3 separate regions of the Mus musculus genome follow, and regions 2 and 3 are each linked to region 1. The links are chromatin contacts, called in public Hi-C and HiChIP or PLAC-seq maps. All regions are on one chromosome and are shown on one strand. The core of a region is the stretch at or near the end of the contact, and the rest is flanking DNA. Distances in the headings are between cores, read along the strand shown. Region 1 holds the start of Rbm39 (RNA binding motif protein 39). Region 2 holds the start of Pxmp4 (peroxisomal membrane protein 4). Region 3 holds the start of Mroh8 (maestro heat-like repeat family member 8).

Region 1 (4,257 bases), core at 1,097-3,596:
GTCACACATCTCGCCCTGAAGCAAACAGGGATTCACACTGCTTTAGTAATGTTGACTCCCAAGAACCCAAGAAAAGTTAATTAATAATCCACCAGTCCAGCCTAAACATTTCCTACTTCCATACCTGTTTACATGGAATTATATCCAAGTTAAACTAAGACAAGAAACATTAAAACAGAAAGTATGGCTTCAAGAGTCTAGCATTACAAAATTACACTATTTAAAGCTATCAGAATTCATCCAAAAGGCACCACATGGTCGTGCTACACTCCAAGACAAATGTATTATTTATAAACGGTTTAAGCGCAATGTTTTTATTCCACAGTTTGAACACATCACCAATAGTAGGATCTCTAAGTTACCAGGCTTAAGGTCTGAGACACCAGTGACAATGCATGCATGCACACTGCTATTTTCACCACCAACTGGTCAAAGAATGAAGAGTGCTGACTTTTACTGTGATACCGAAATGGGTCATATTGTATTACTGGCCAAAATACTTCCTTTCTAGTTTTGAGTGTGAAAAGCTATGGCAGGGCCTAATTAAAAATAAACACTATGGAGAGCAGTAAAACAGTCATCAAGTGACTCTAAGCTGTGATACTGTCTCTTGCTTTTTTTCTTTTCTCTCTTCTGTTCTTTTTCTTGGTTTTTTTTCCTCTTTTTTGCCAATTTCTATTCAGGGATCCAAGAATCTTAATAATTATTAACTGAAAAGCAGATCAATACCTGCCTGTATTCAGGTTTACTATCACCAGTCTTATATCTATTTATATAAAATAAAATTTAAATCTCACCCATTTCTTCTTTCAAGACTTCTAAGATTTACTTGCCAGAGACTGGTTGTAATTTATTATTCTTGGACCCCTGCAGTTTTCCCAAACCACTACATTCACCTTTTTGCTATACCAAACTGGAGCTGGTAATTCTTAGTTGAGTCATTTTACCTAGGGGACCACGGTACAGCGATAAGTCACTCAATTACTACCTTATGATTGACAGTTCACACTGGAATCAAAGGTGAATTCATGGGAGTAGAGGTGAGATATCGTTAGGCAAGTCTACAAAGAGAGATAGATGGGCATTTATTCATCACGCTGAAGTGAAACTACTGCACAATATTATTACATCAATAGCATATATTTACTTTTGTAAGTTACACGTATTGCATCTCTGATAAGGTAATCAAGAGGGCTCCGGGAAGGTTAGTTTACATTTCAGCAGTAGTTTCGTGAATAATGCTAAATTAAGAAATATATTAAAGCTCACTAGCGTGTTTTCTCACCTTCTTGTAAGGGGCCTCAAGCATGGCTTCAATATCAATATCGTCTGCCATTTTCTCTACTCGCCTGGGGAAGAACAAGACAGTCCTGTAAGTACACCTGCAATTCTGCTAAATAATAAAATAAGATAAAATGTCCCCTTGATCTCCCATCCTCAAAGCCTGAGAAAACTCCTTTGAAAGCGCTACGATGGCTAAAATTGTGCGACGCCCATCAGACAAGGCTGCCTTGGGTACGCCAAGTGTCACGTTCCTTGTACCTAAGACAGGAGCAGGACTCCAGGTCGAATTTCAAAAGCCCGCCCGCGAGCGGCTAAAAGCGCCCCCAGGAAGGATGCAGCGGAGCGCTTCCTCACCGCACAAAACCCGCGCTGCCATTTTAGCGGCGGAGGGAGACTCCCTCCGCTGGGAGGGGTTGTGTACCACGGCGGCGTTCCACGGGCGCCATGTTGGGAGGTCGCGACCAGCCCCGGCCCTCGGAAGGACAGATCTTTATCTGACCGAGGTCCCCACGGAGGTCCCGGCCGCTACCAAAAAACGCCCACGACGTCCTTGCCCGAGATGAAGGGCACGGCCGAGGAGAGGTGACCCCACCGTACCGGGAAGGCCCCCTCCCCCTCTGCGCGCCGAGCAAAGCGGCGAAAAGCCTCGGCATCGCGGAGCACCCAGCTCGGGCAGGCGACCCACTCCCCGCCGGCCGCGACGCCCCGTACCTGTGCGGGCTTCCGCGCGCCTGTGCTCGCCACGGGAAGTCGGCTGCCGCCGCCGCCGCCGCTGCTGCTGTCGCTACTGTTAAGCCACTAGGCCCAGGCCGCGGTACCGCCCAACCCGAATATCGGGCCCCGAGGGCGTCTAGGCCCAAGCGAATCTAAAAGAAACAATGGGATTAAAGGAGCCCGCGACGGAGAGCAGGGCAGCGGCTTCGGCAGCTCAGGATCCACCCCTGCGACAGCGTCGGCTAGCTCCCTGAAATGGCGGCCGCTGCTCCTCCGTACTCACAGTCACCAACACATACACACACACAAACACCCGGGGTCTCCCGGAGCCGCAAGCACGGGCTCTCGCGAGAAACTGCCCCGGGTTCCAGACTGGAAAGCACGAACTATCGCGAGATCTCTCACCGCGGCTCCCGGCGACCGTGGCCCAATCTCGCGCAATGATTGCGCCACAGATGATCACAGTTTCCCTTCCCCCAATTCCGAAAGGCTTCTCGGACTCCCCCGCCAGAGCTGCACCCAAGTCTCGCGAGGGTGCGTCCTCTATCGGGCAAAGACAGTTGGTGCCCTGACTGTCAATCTTTGGGAGGATTCCTTGCTGAGTGGTGCATCGTTGCTGTCATCCTGGCTGGTGTCATCTCCTCGCTGGGTGTGAAGGTTTCCCCTCTCAGAGCCGACCCCCACCCCGGACACCCGCCCTCCCACACAGATGGCTGTCAAGGTCGCCATAAGGCAACCTATTATAATACATATGGCTGTGGGCTAAGACAGTCGTGTCCAGACCCACCAGTGGTGAAAACGCATGCAGACAAGAACGAGCTGTACACAGGGGAATGGGAATAAAAAGTACGATTTTCTTGTCGTTTGGTGTCACCAGTTAGATGTGGGCTCGATAGTGAAGCTTCGCAACACCCTTGGAAACCGGAGGCGGTGGCCGGGCTGGGAAGAAACCGCAGTGTGTAGCTTTCTAACCCCTGAATTTAGTCGGGCTCTGAATCGGGGTGGTTTGTGACTTTAAAAGGTCCCCTCACTTTTCCCTAGGATTTTGACTGTGTGAATTTACCGCTTTTGTTTAATTTTTGTTGGATTTTATTTGGTTTGCTTTTTGTGTATTTGGGAGTGGTTAATTCTGTGGTAGAGAAGCTGAGTGATCATTGGAAGGTTTTTTTTTTCTCCCACTTTTACATAATAGAAAACGTTTTGAAATAAAATATCAAACCAGTCTGGAAACCTATCAGCAGCTTAATAATTGAGGGTATAAAAGGTCCAAAATGTCACACCTTGCTTGGTGTAGCCACTCCAACAATGTGACCTTGAGCAAGTAAATTAAGCTCTCCATATATTCCGATTCCTCCTCAAGGGGGGAATATTATAATTAGTAGCAAGGATAAGCTTGACACTAGCCAAGACTGCAAATATTCACTAATTCCCAAGTTTAGCAGGGGATGTATGTCCAGGTGGACTCTCCCTGAAAGCTCGTGAGGAGTAGGAAGAGCATGTGGAATGATGACAGGAAACTTCTTGGGGCTGGCAATGTAATACAGTTGGCAGGTGACTTTTCTAGCATGCCTGGTAGAGCTTGTCTATAGTTATGCACTCAGAAAACAGAAGCAGGGGGATTTCTGTGAATTTGAGGTCAGCCTTATGAGTTCCAAAAAATTTAGCTGATCTGGCTTTCTCTCTCAGATGTGGCACACTGCATGAAATCACTGATAGTTTCCTGCTGAAAGATTAGGCTTTCCAACTTCCCTTGTGGACTACTGAAACTTCTCTGCTCCTATAAGGGGCTACAACCTGTCTTCCTCTATAGGAATGTTAACCATAGGGTGAGTGGTGACAGGGATGCCCCTTCACCCTGAATAAGCAGTGGTCTTGCCTAACTAAGGTCAGACCAAGCCCCTCTCTGTCTTCTATCTCTCTACAGGAGCCCTTAATTAATAGTCCTGTCCTGGGCTGCCAAGTCAAGGACAACGCGTGCCACACAGTAAAAGGCTATGAAAAAGGTAGAAGGGGGACTGGAGAGAAAGGAGTAAGAGCACTGATTTGATTCCCAATACTCACTGGCTGCACACAACTACATTAAGCAGATCTGGTGATGCCTTCTGGTCTCCACAGGCATCAGGTATGCAGGTGGTGCACAGACTACATGCAAGCCAAACACATGCATGTTAAATGTGTATGTGTATGTTAAACAATTTGTTCTTGAAAAGCTAGACTGGGGACTGAAGAGAGAACTCAGCAGTGAGAGGCACTGGCTGC
Region 2 (4,257 bases), core at 792-3,291, 1.6 Mb before region 1:
GCCAGATTCAGTAGGACCCAATTTCTACCTGACTCTGTATGCATTTTGAGTTTGAATCCTGACTGTAATGCTGACATGATGTGACCAGGAGAGCTCGACAGACCTCCCCCATAAATCACATTCCACCCATCTGCGAGGCAGAGACAAGAGTGATTCCTAGTTTTCAAATATCCATAAAGGAGAATTTGAATGCCTATAACAGCGAGTACCAGAACACACAGAGGACAATCTAGATAAAGATGTCCATCCTTGTGAAGTTCTTTTTGTGGCTGTTGTTGAGGCGGGGTCTCACAATGTAGCACAGGATGACCCAGCATCTTCAGTGTTGAGGATGTACACCACCCTAGACTGATGGAGCTTGCTTTCTTTCTTTCTTTCTTTCTTTCTTTCTTTCTTTTTTTCCCGAGACAGGGTTTCTCTGTACAGTCCTGGCTGTCCTGGAACTCACTTTGTAGACCAGGCTGGCCTTGAATTTAGAAATCGGCCTGCCTCTGCCTCCCAAGTGCTGGGATTAAAGGTGTGCACCACCACGCCCGGCTGAAGCACAAGCACACTTACTTTCTTTCTTCCTTCCTTCCTTCCTTCCTTCCTTCCTTCCTTCCTTTCTTTCTTTTTTTAAATAAATCTTTTTTTTTTAAAGATTTATTTATTTATTATATGTAAGTACACTGTAGCTGTCTTCAGACACTCCAGAAGAGGGCGTCAGATCTCATTACAGATGGTTGTGAGCCACCATGTGGTTGCTGGGATTTGAACTCTGGAAGAGCAGTCTGGGTGCTCTTACCCACTGAGCCATCTCACCAGCCCTGGAGCACACTTTCTAATGAGAGACATGGACCAGGAAAAAGATCATCCAGTGTCTGATGACAGGTACTATAGAGAAAGAGGGTGAGGAACAGGAAGCAGTGATCTGAAAAGGGTTCGTGAGCCAGGCAGACAGCGTACCTGTACCAACATCCGTCAGCGGACAGACAGACACACACCAGGGACTGTACTCTCCATTTCACACATCGCCTCAATCCTCAAACAGTATAGAAGTGCTCTGGGGGACCCATTTTCTAGAAAGTGAGACCCAGAAAGCCAAAATGGTTTGTTCGAGATCAAGATCATGGTAGCTGACACCAGGTTTTTTTAAGTCCTGGCAGTTGACATACTCACCACCATGCCACACACTGCTACCAGCTCCTAGAGATAGAGACTTTGGTTTCTTCTCTGAGAGTCACTGCTCACGCAGTGAGAGCAGCCCCTCACTAACTGCTAAGGGATGAGGGTTAACGAGGCTGGAACTCCCATCTGGGCACCAGTCAAGCAAAACGACCCCAAGATCTCCTCTCCTACCTAGGAGGGAAGGAGAGCAATTTACCTAGCAAACATTAGCTACTTTTTCTTACATACAATCACTGTCACTTCTCACGAGACCCCAGTGAAAATGAAGGGTGAGGTGAAGTCACATATAGATGTGAACCTGTTAGGAACTTTACTGAGGGAACCTATGAGGCAGTAGGTGACCACTTGCTTGCTAAAGGACAAAGTCCAGTTTCTTTTGTGTATACAGAGCCACAGAAGCCAAGTAGGCCAAAGGGGACAAGGTAAGATGAGATGAATTAGACCCAATGAGGGGATACAGGTGCTGAGGAGGCAACTAAGCCAAGAGTGCCAGGTTGGAAAGGACAGAGGACCTAGAAGCAAGACAGAGGAAGCCCCAGTTTAGGACTGGTAAGGTGACTGGAACCCTGAAACCTACGTCTGCTGCACCAACGGGGCACTGAAATATACAGACATCTGAGGCCTAGAGAGAGCACAGCTCAGGGGCCCCGGGCCTCGAACTCGCGACCCCAGTTAGGCCCGTCCTTTAGCTCCAGCCGCACTCTGCGGCCCTACTCACACAGCCCCGTTCCGGAAGCCCTTTATCACGGCCAGCGCAGCGTGGTAGCGGCGCTGGCGCAGCAGCTTGTTGACGGCCTGGAGAAGAGCCTGTAGCTGCGGTGGGGCGGCCATAGCACCGGAGCACTCGGTCAAGGGTCCTGGCTGGCCAAGAACTGACAGCCCTGGGCTCTGGCTACACAGCTCTCCGCACTGGAGAGCCCCGCCCTGCCGTTGTGTCCATAGGCTGAGTCTGCCGTCAATCATAGAAGAGAGCCAGTCATAGAGCTCATTTGTCTGCAATGGGCTGAGAAGTGCTTACTCTTCGAAATATCTGTCTGATTGGAAGAGAAAGGAGAGTCGGTAACCAATCACCATGACTCAGAAGGTCTCACGCAGGATTTGCCCAATGAGAAGGCAGTTTTCTTAGGGAGAAGTTTGTTTAATTGTGGGCTTGGGAGGGGTTTGCTGTTCTCTTTCGAGTTGGAATGGGTGGTGTTTGGAAGTGACGTTGGACTTGTCACTTGTCACACTTGATAATTTCGATTGCCTAGCGAGTATCACAGCTAACTTCTCAGGACAGAAATTGCATGCCACTCTTGTCGTTTGGTGCTTTAAGACAGAATCTCTTATAGCCCAGGCTAGTCTTAAACTAGGATCCCCTTGCCTCCACCTCCCACATGCTGGGTACCTTTTTCTACTTATTTTTAAAATACAAACTCCCAGGCACCCCCAGGAGCAGACCTACTTACGTGACTGCCAGTCTTTGCCTCCCGTTTCACATCTGCTCTTCTCTCTAGTCTACTGACTTAGTTTCCATTCCTTGAGTATGCCAAGAACCCCTCAGCTTCAAAGGAGTTACATCTGATATTTCCCTTTTTGAAGCACATTCTTTGTACTTCCGATGACTGACTTCTCGGTATGCAGGTGTTGGCTCGGGTGGCACCACCTACTCAGGGGAGCCTGCAGGATATCCCACCGGCTGTAGCACTGGTTGCTCTGACTTACTAGTCCAAGTTTTCTGTCGTTTTGTTTTGTTTTTCCCTATTGAACTCTTTATACATTGTAATTGTTATTACTTACTACTTGCTCAATGTCAATCTTCACGTGGACTATTGGGTTCTTGGAGCCAGAAAGCTGTTTGTCTTATTTTCTGCTGTAACCCCAGTACCCAACACAAGTGTACAGAAGCAGTAAAGATAACAAAGTACCACTGCCAGAATATTGCACAAAACATATGATCACAGCCCTGACTTGAAGACAAGAAAGATGGGCAGAAAGAATGGAGCCAGGTTTGGCCAAGTGTCTTCACATCAAGTTCTGTCAAGACCTGGGACACCTGATGACGACTGAGGCCCGTACAGCAATGTGTCTGTCCTGGCACTTGTATATCCAAGGCCCCACTCACCAAGACCACTGTCGATTATGGTCATAGCATGGGTAAATCTTCATGGATTCCTGTTAATAGATAGCTAATAAGCCCAATATGTTTAGTTATACAATCCTCTTATAAACTCAGAGATGCTTAAAAGTGTGAGGAATGAAAAAGTGTGAGTGAAAGTTGGTAGCTAGTTAACAAGAAGACTCTGATACTGGTAACTAGATAGTTAACAAGAGGGCTCAGTTACTGGTAACTAGATAGTTAACAAAAGGGCTCAGATACTGGCGAAACAAAGCCACTCATGACAGAGAACCTTGGCAAATATTGACCCTGTGAATTTCAATTTGTCAACCACACAGGGCATGCGATGCAAGAGTAAAAGTCCAGGAGGCTTAGAGCAGACCCTCTGAGTCAATCAGAGATGGCCCCCTAGGGAAACGACAACAATAACAACCAAAAGGGTTTCACCTCCCAGGCTAATGTGACAGAAATCATTGTATAACCATTACCCCAAGGAACGCCAGAAAAAGGCTGCTTCAGAGTCAAACACAGCAGTTGAAGAAAAAGGAAAGGGGGATTCTTTTTTAAAGCTCTTTCTTGGACAGTGTGGCTGATAAGACTTTCTGCACCCTGAAGAGTGGGGTTCAGTATGTCAGAAATCTTAAGCTATGCCAGCTGTGGGGGTGCACATCTGTAATCTCAGTCCTGGTGAAGCAGAGGCTGAAAGATCATGGACTTCAGTCCAGCCTGGGCTATCCTAAAGACCCTAGTGAGGCATTTGCCACCACGCCCACCTTGTTCTTTTTTAAAATTTTTATTTTCAGTGTTGTTAAGTGTGTCTGTTTAGATGGTGGTGATCAGGGATGCTGGAGTCATTTGCGAGCCACCCAACCTGGATACTAAGAACCAGACTCAGGTTCTGAGCAGGTGCAGTCTATGCTCCTAACTGCTGAGCCTTTGATCTTCTCCAGTCCCTGGAAATCTTTTCCTCAGTATAAAAATAAGGAAGACTC
Region 3 (4,257 bases), core at 953-3,452, 1.1 Mb after region 1:
CCTTTAGCGTTTGGACAGGCAGACTGAATCAAAGCATTAGAACCAATCTCCAACAATGAGGTATTACATACATATAGGCAATGACAAGACAAATGCTGCGACAATGCTAACATGTCGTGAGATCAGGAAATGAAGACTTTAATTTCCAGCACATTTTCTTTCACTTTATGACTATATAATTTAATGTCCTAAATAGCTATTTGCAAAAATTCCAAAAAACTTAACAGCTGGCTCCCTCTCTAGCACACCACTGGCTTGTCTTATTACTGAACTGGTAGAGTTCTTTAAATATATCCTAGTTCAGCACTACCCAATATAACTTTCTGGGATAATGAAAATATCTGTCCTGTAATTTCAAATTACTCAGTGCAAGATCCACCAGCTACCCTGAGCACAGCATTGGCTGATCAGAAGCATAGTATAGCTGAGGAGCTGAAGCTTAAATTTTACTTAATTGGACTAAGTTCAAAGAGAAATTACTGCAGAGAGCTAGTGACTGCTGTATGGAGGAGTGGTCCGACTCCCCGCTACATATCTGGAGTGATACTGAAGAGAAGCAGCATTGCTGTATTGCAAAATTCTACATGTTCACAATAGTTAATTAGCACACATCTAGGCTGTCATCAGAACGCAAGGGCTGAAATATTTCCTTCCTTTTAAAGTATTAAAAGTAACATTTCACAGAATAATAATAAAGAGTAAATAAGATAACATATGTAGGGTGCTCAGTACTCTTTCTGCCTATATTGTGAGCTCGGTAATCAGAGCTACACATTAGTTCTGGCTTCCATTTTTGAGTCTGTTAAATTTGCAGACCAGCGCATCCCTCAACCCTTCCTGGAGTAGACAGCAATTAACACGGAGACCCAAAACTGGTCAACACACAGAGAATAAGAGATCTTGGGACACTCAGCCCTAAATGGGATGTCTACAGCATCCCCTTTACCTCAGGGCTCATGGGCGTGGGTCTATGTGGAAGAGGAGAAGGATTGTTTAAGAGCCAGGGGTGATAAACGGCTTCCAATAAGCAGTTTTTCAGGGATTGTGTCAGTATGCACAAGACCCACAAAAGCTCAAGCCATACAAAACACAGAGAAGGGGGAGTGGGCACAAAAGACCCAACTGTAGCCAAAACTATTCATAACTGATAGCTGCTGGGAGAGGGAAAATCAGTTTTCTTCAGTGGAGTGACTGGGTATATCAACCACTCTCCAGGGCAGGACTCCATGCTTAGTTTGTTTTTTACTTTAGAAAGAGGAAAAATAGAGCATGAGTTGGGTGTGTAGGGAGTTGGGGGAGGATATGGAAGGTGTTGGGGGAAGGAAATGAATATGATCAAAATATATTGTATGAAATTTTCAAAAAAAAAAAATCAAACATTTTAAAACGCTCCTCTCCGTTACCTGTATAGCTCACAGGTTTGAAAACTGGATAAACCCTCACTCACCAGCCAATTATTAATAATCTAAGTAATGCATTAACCATAATTTCCCAAAGTGGATAAAATCAAATGTTACGATAACGCTCCCCTCCCAACCGGACCCTTTTAAAATTGGCCGGGCTGCGGGAGAGAACCGTGAGTGACAGCGCGTCCGGCCAGTCACTGTCACTGGCCAATCAGAGGTGGCCCCGTCTTAGGCCCGCCCCAAGGCCCGGCCCAATCGGGTCCCGGTGGCGGCGTGAGCAGGGCGGTTGAGAGGCGGTCGGTTCCAAGTGGGTCCCGGCGCGGGGGAGAGGACGGCTTGGCAAGCAGGACCCGTGAGTGAGGTTCGCACGCCGCGACTCAACTGCCCCACACTGCGGCTGCCGGGCACGGCCCTGCCAAGCGGGACCGCCGCGACTGACCTTTGCCGGGAGCCCATTCTGGCAAGTGGCGTGTGCCGCGGGTCCCTGGCGTCCCCTCCGGCGCGCTCTTGGAGCCACTTCCCGGAGCGGAAGTCTGCCTGCTCGGGCTCCGGTGGGACCTGCTCGGAGGAATGGCGCCGCCGGGTGAGGCGTTGCGCATGGCTCAATAGTGGGGCCCCGCGGCCGACACGCTTTGGGGAGCGGGGCGTCGCCCGCGGGAGGCTAGTGCGGACCACACGGGCGCCGGCTAGGCGCGGTTCCCCTCCCCTACGGGGCAGGGGCATGGGCACGGGCGCTTTCGGGGTCGAGCGTGTGGCGGAGGCTGCGAGCTGGTGAAGTGCTGGGGACCCGAAGGGTTGGTGGCGGGGCGTGCGACGTGGGACTACGGGTCCCCGCAAGGCCGAGCGCGAGCCCGGGCAGCGCGGAGCCCGAGCCTGGCCTCCTCCATTCATTCGAGTAGTACCAGCGGCCTACGCCTGTCACAGAGAGCCACCCCTGGCATCATGAAAGCTTTTGAGCATGTCACTAGACTTTCTTCGACTTCTAGGTTCCTTTTCCCTGACAGGGACAGGAGACTCACAGGTCTGTCTGGGAGCTGAAAGCCTAGGGTATGAAGTGATATTACGGGTGCAGACTTGTAACCGGCCACGTATTGATTGTGAGAACAGAAGCCAGGGACTCAACAGCTTAGTTTCTCATCTGGTATCTGCTTCGCAAGAGTTGTGTTAAATGATATTTCTGTGCTTGCTTTTAACAGTGCCGGGCAAAACTCAATGCTTGGTAGATTCTGAGTGGATAGGTGGGAATCTTAGTGTATTCAAGTCACTATTTTATTTGTTGGTAAAGTGGCTAAAGTCAGAACTTGCATTGAAACTTAAGTTTGAGTTTCAGTTATTTGTCTCAGGGCAAGGGAGTGGGCACCTACTTAAGAACCTTTTTTCTTTTCTTTACTTAGATAGGGTCTAGGGAGCTGGGAGTTGGTTCAGTGCAACTTGTGGATCTGAGTTCAAATCTTAGCACTGGGTATGGCTGGCTGCATTGTGCACGTAACCCCAGCATTGGAGGGCAGAGACCAGCAGATCCCAAGAGGTAACCATCTAGTCTAGCAAAAATGGTTCTAGATCAGTGAAAAGGCCCTGCCTCAAGGCAAGAAGGCATAGAACATCAGAGGAAGTCATCCTGTGTTTACTCTGGCCTCTGCATGCCTGTGCACTGGCATACACTTATGTGCATGTACCACAATACACACAGAATAGGTAGGGTCTTACTATGAAGCTGGGGCTCCAGCTCAGACTCACCATCTTGCCTCTGTTTCCCTAGTCCTGGAGTGACAGGTATGAAATAGTTTACAAACCATTTCTTGGTTTGTAAAATGCAGAAAATACCCACCTCACTTGGATATTAGAAGGCTTAAAGACTGGTGCAGTGCATACAAAGAACTCAGTATAATTTGGGCCTACCCATTCAATTGAGTGTTCAAGTACGAGCCAGAAAAGTTGCTACTGTGCTTAAGTGTAGAAAGATTCAGCTTCTGGCACAGAGGCTATAAGGGGATTCACAGTTTAGCTGGAGGAGCGGTGATCATAGTCCTTCACTACATCAAATCCCTGATTGCCCATTGGTCATTGGGAATTTTGCCAAATGCCTCGATGTCTCTTTCTCTACATCTTCTTAGCCATTGGCAATTCTGATAGGTTTTAACTTCAAATTGTGGCAAGACTGACTATTTCCTTAGCACCTCCACCTCTGTTCCCTTATTGGCTCTCATTCTTTCTGTATTTGGAGCATGGCAGTATCCTCCTACATAGCTCCTCCCCCTCCTCCTGTCTTCACCCCTGCTTAGGCGGGTGTAACGGGTATAACCCAGTATTGTCTTCAGCAAAGCAATCCTGTTAAATTGCTTGTCAGATCGCTTCCCTACTCAGAGCTGTGCTGTGGTCCCTTCTTTCAGTTGCCTTCTTTCAGTTGCCTACAGGTCCTTTGGATTGGCTTCTGCTACCTGTTAACATATGAGCTCCAATCCTGTCTTTGTATCTAGTTTTCTTGTTACAGTTTCTCATTTGGGCCTTGAGAGATCACTGCATACAGAACACATTCCTCCCAAGATACCAAGACACCTGTTCTGTGCTTTATTTTCTCTCCAGTGCCTCTCTGCTTTCCAATGGGATAAATCATGGTTCTTAACTTTTTTTTCCCACTAGAATGTAATCTGTTTGAGAATGGCGGTTCCGAGCTGTATGTTTATTTTTAACACTAAACTAGTGCTTGGGGTTCAGTTCCCAGCATGGAGGGAAAAGCACTGGAGCATGCAGTATATTGATGGGTACCACACGTTGTAGCGCTCTTGGCTTCCTTAGTGTAGGGTTAGGGGCTTAGAGGTTCTGTGCACCAAACCCAGGGAACGAATTCTCC

Evidence for each region. A called contact is a pair of places that touch in the nucleus more often than the background predicts. HiChIP or PLAC-seq counts read pairs in DNA pulled down with a chosen protein or histone mark.
Region 2: a contact with region 1 is called in an H3K4me3 HiChIP or PLAC-seq map of fetal liver, with 4 times the contacts expected there. The contact joins the promoter of Pxmp4 here to the promoter of Rbm39 in region 1. A contact is called at or near these places in 1 of 39 promoter capture datasets (erythroid cells) and 1 of 115 datasets of contacts at active chromatin or transcription factors (fetal liver).
Region 3: a contact with region 1 is called in a Hi-C map of B cells, with 7 read pairs. The contact joins the promoter of Mroh8 here to the promoter of Rbm39 in region 1. A contact is called at or near these places in 2 of 39 promoter capture datasets (liver and pre-B cells) and 1 of 484 Hi-C or Micro-C datasets (B cells).

The regions. Positions count from the first base shown.
Region 1 is chr2:156,177,892-156,182,148 of GRCm38.p6, forward strand. Rbm39 (RNA binding motif protein 39) reads right to left here and starts at 2,347. Exons shown (of 17, transcript NM_001291114.1): 1 at 1,996-2,347; 2 at 1,286-1,349. The coding sequence starts at 1,336.
Region 2 is chr2:154,601,632-154,605,888 of GRCm38.p6, forward strand. It overlaps Pxmp4 (peroxisomal membrane protein 4), which reads right to left and starts at 2,042. Exons shown (of 4, transcript NM_021534.3): 1 at 1,886-2,042. The coding sequence starts at 1,998.
Region 3 is chr2:157,277,347-157,281,603 of GRCm38.p6, forward strand. It overlaps Mroh8 (maestro heat-like repeat family member 8), which reads right to left and starts at 2,203. Exons shown (of 25, transcript NM_001039557.4): 1 at 1,846-2,203. The coding sequence starts at 2,129. It overlaps Rpn2 (ribophorin II), which reads left to right and starts at 1,752. Exons shown (of 17, transcript NM_019642.4): 1 at 1,752-1,989. The coding sequence starts at 1,977.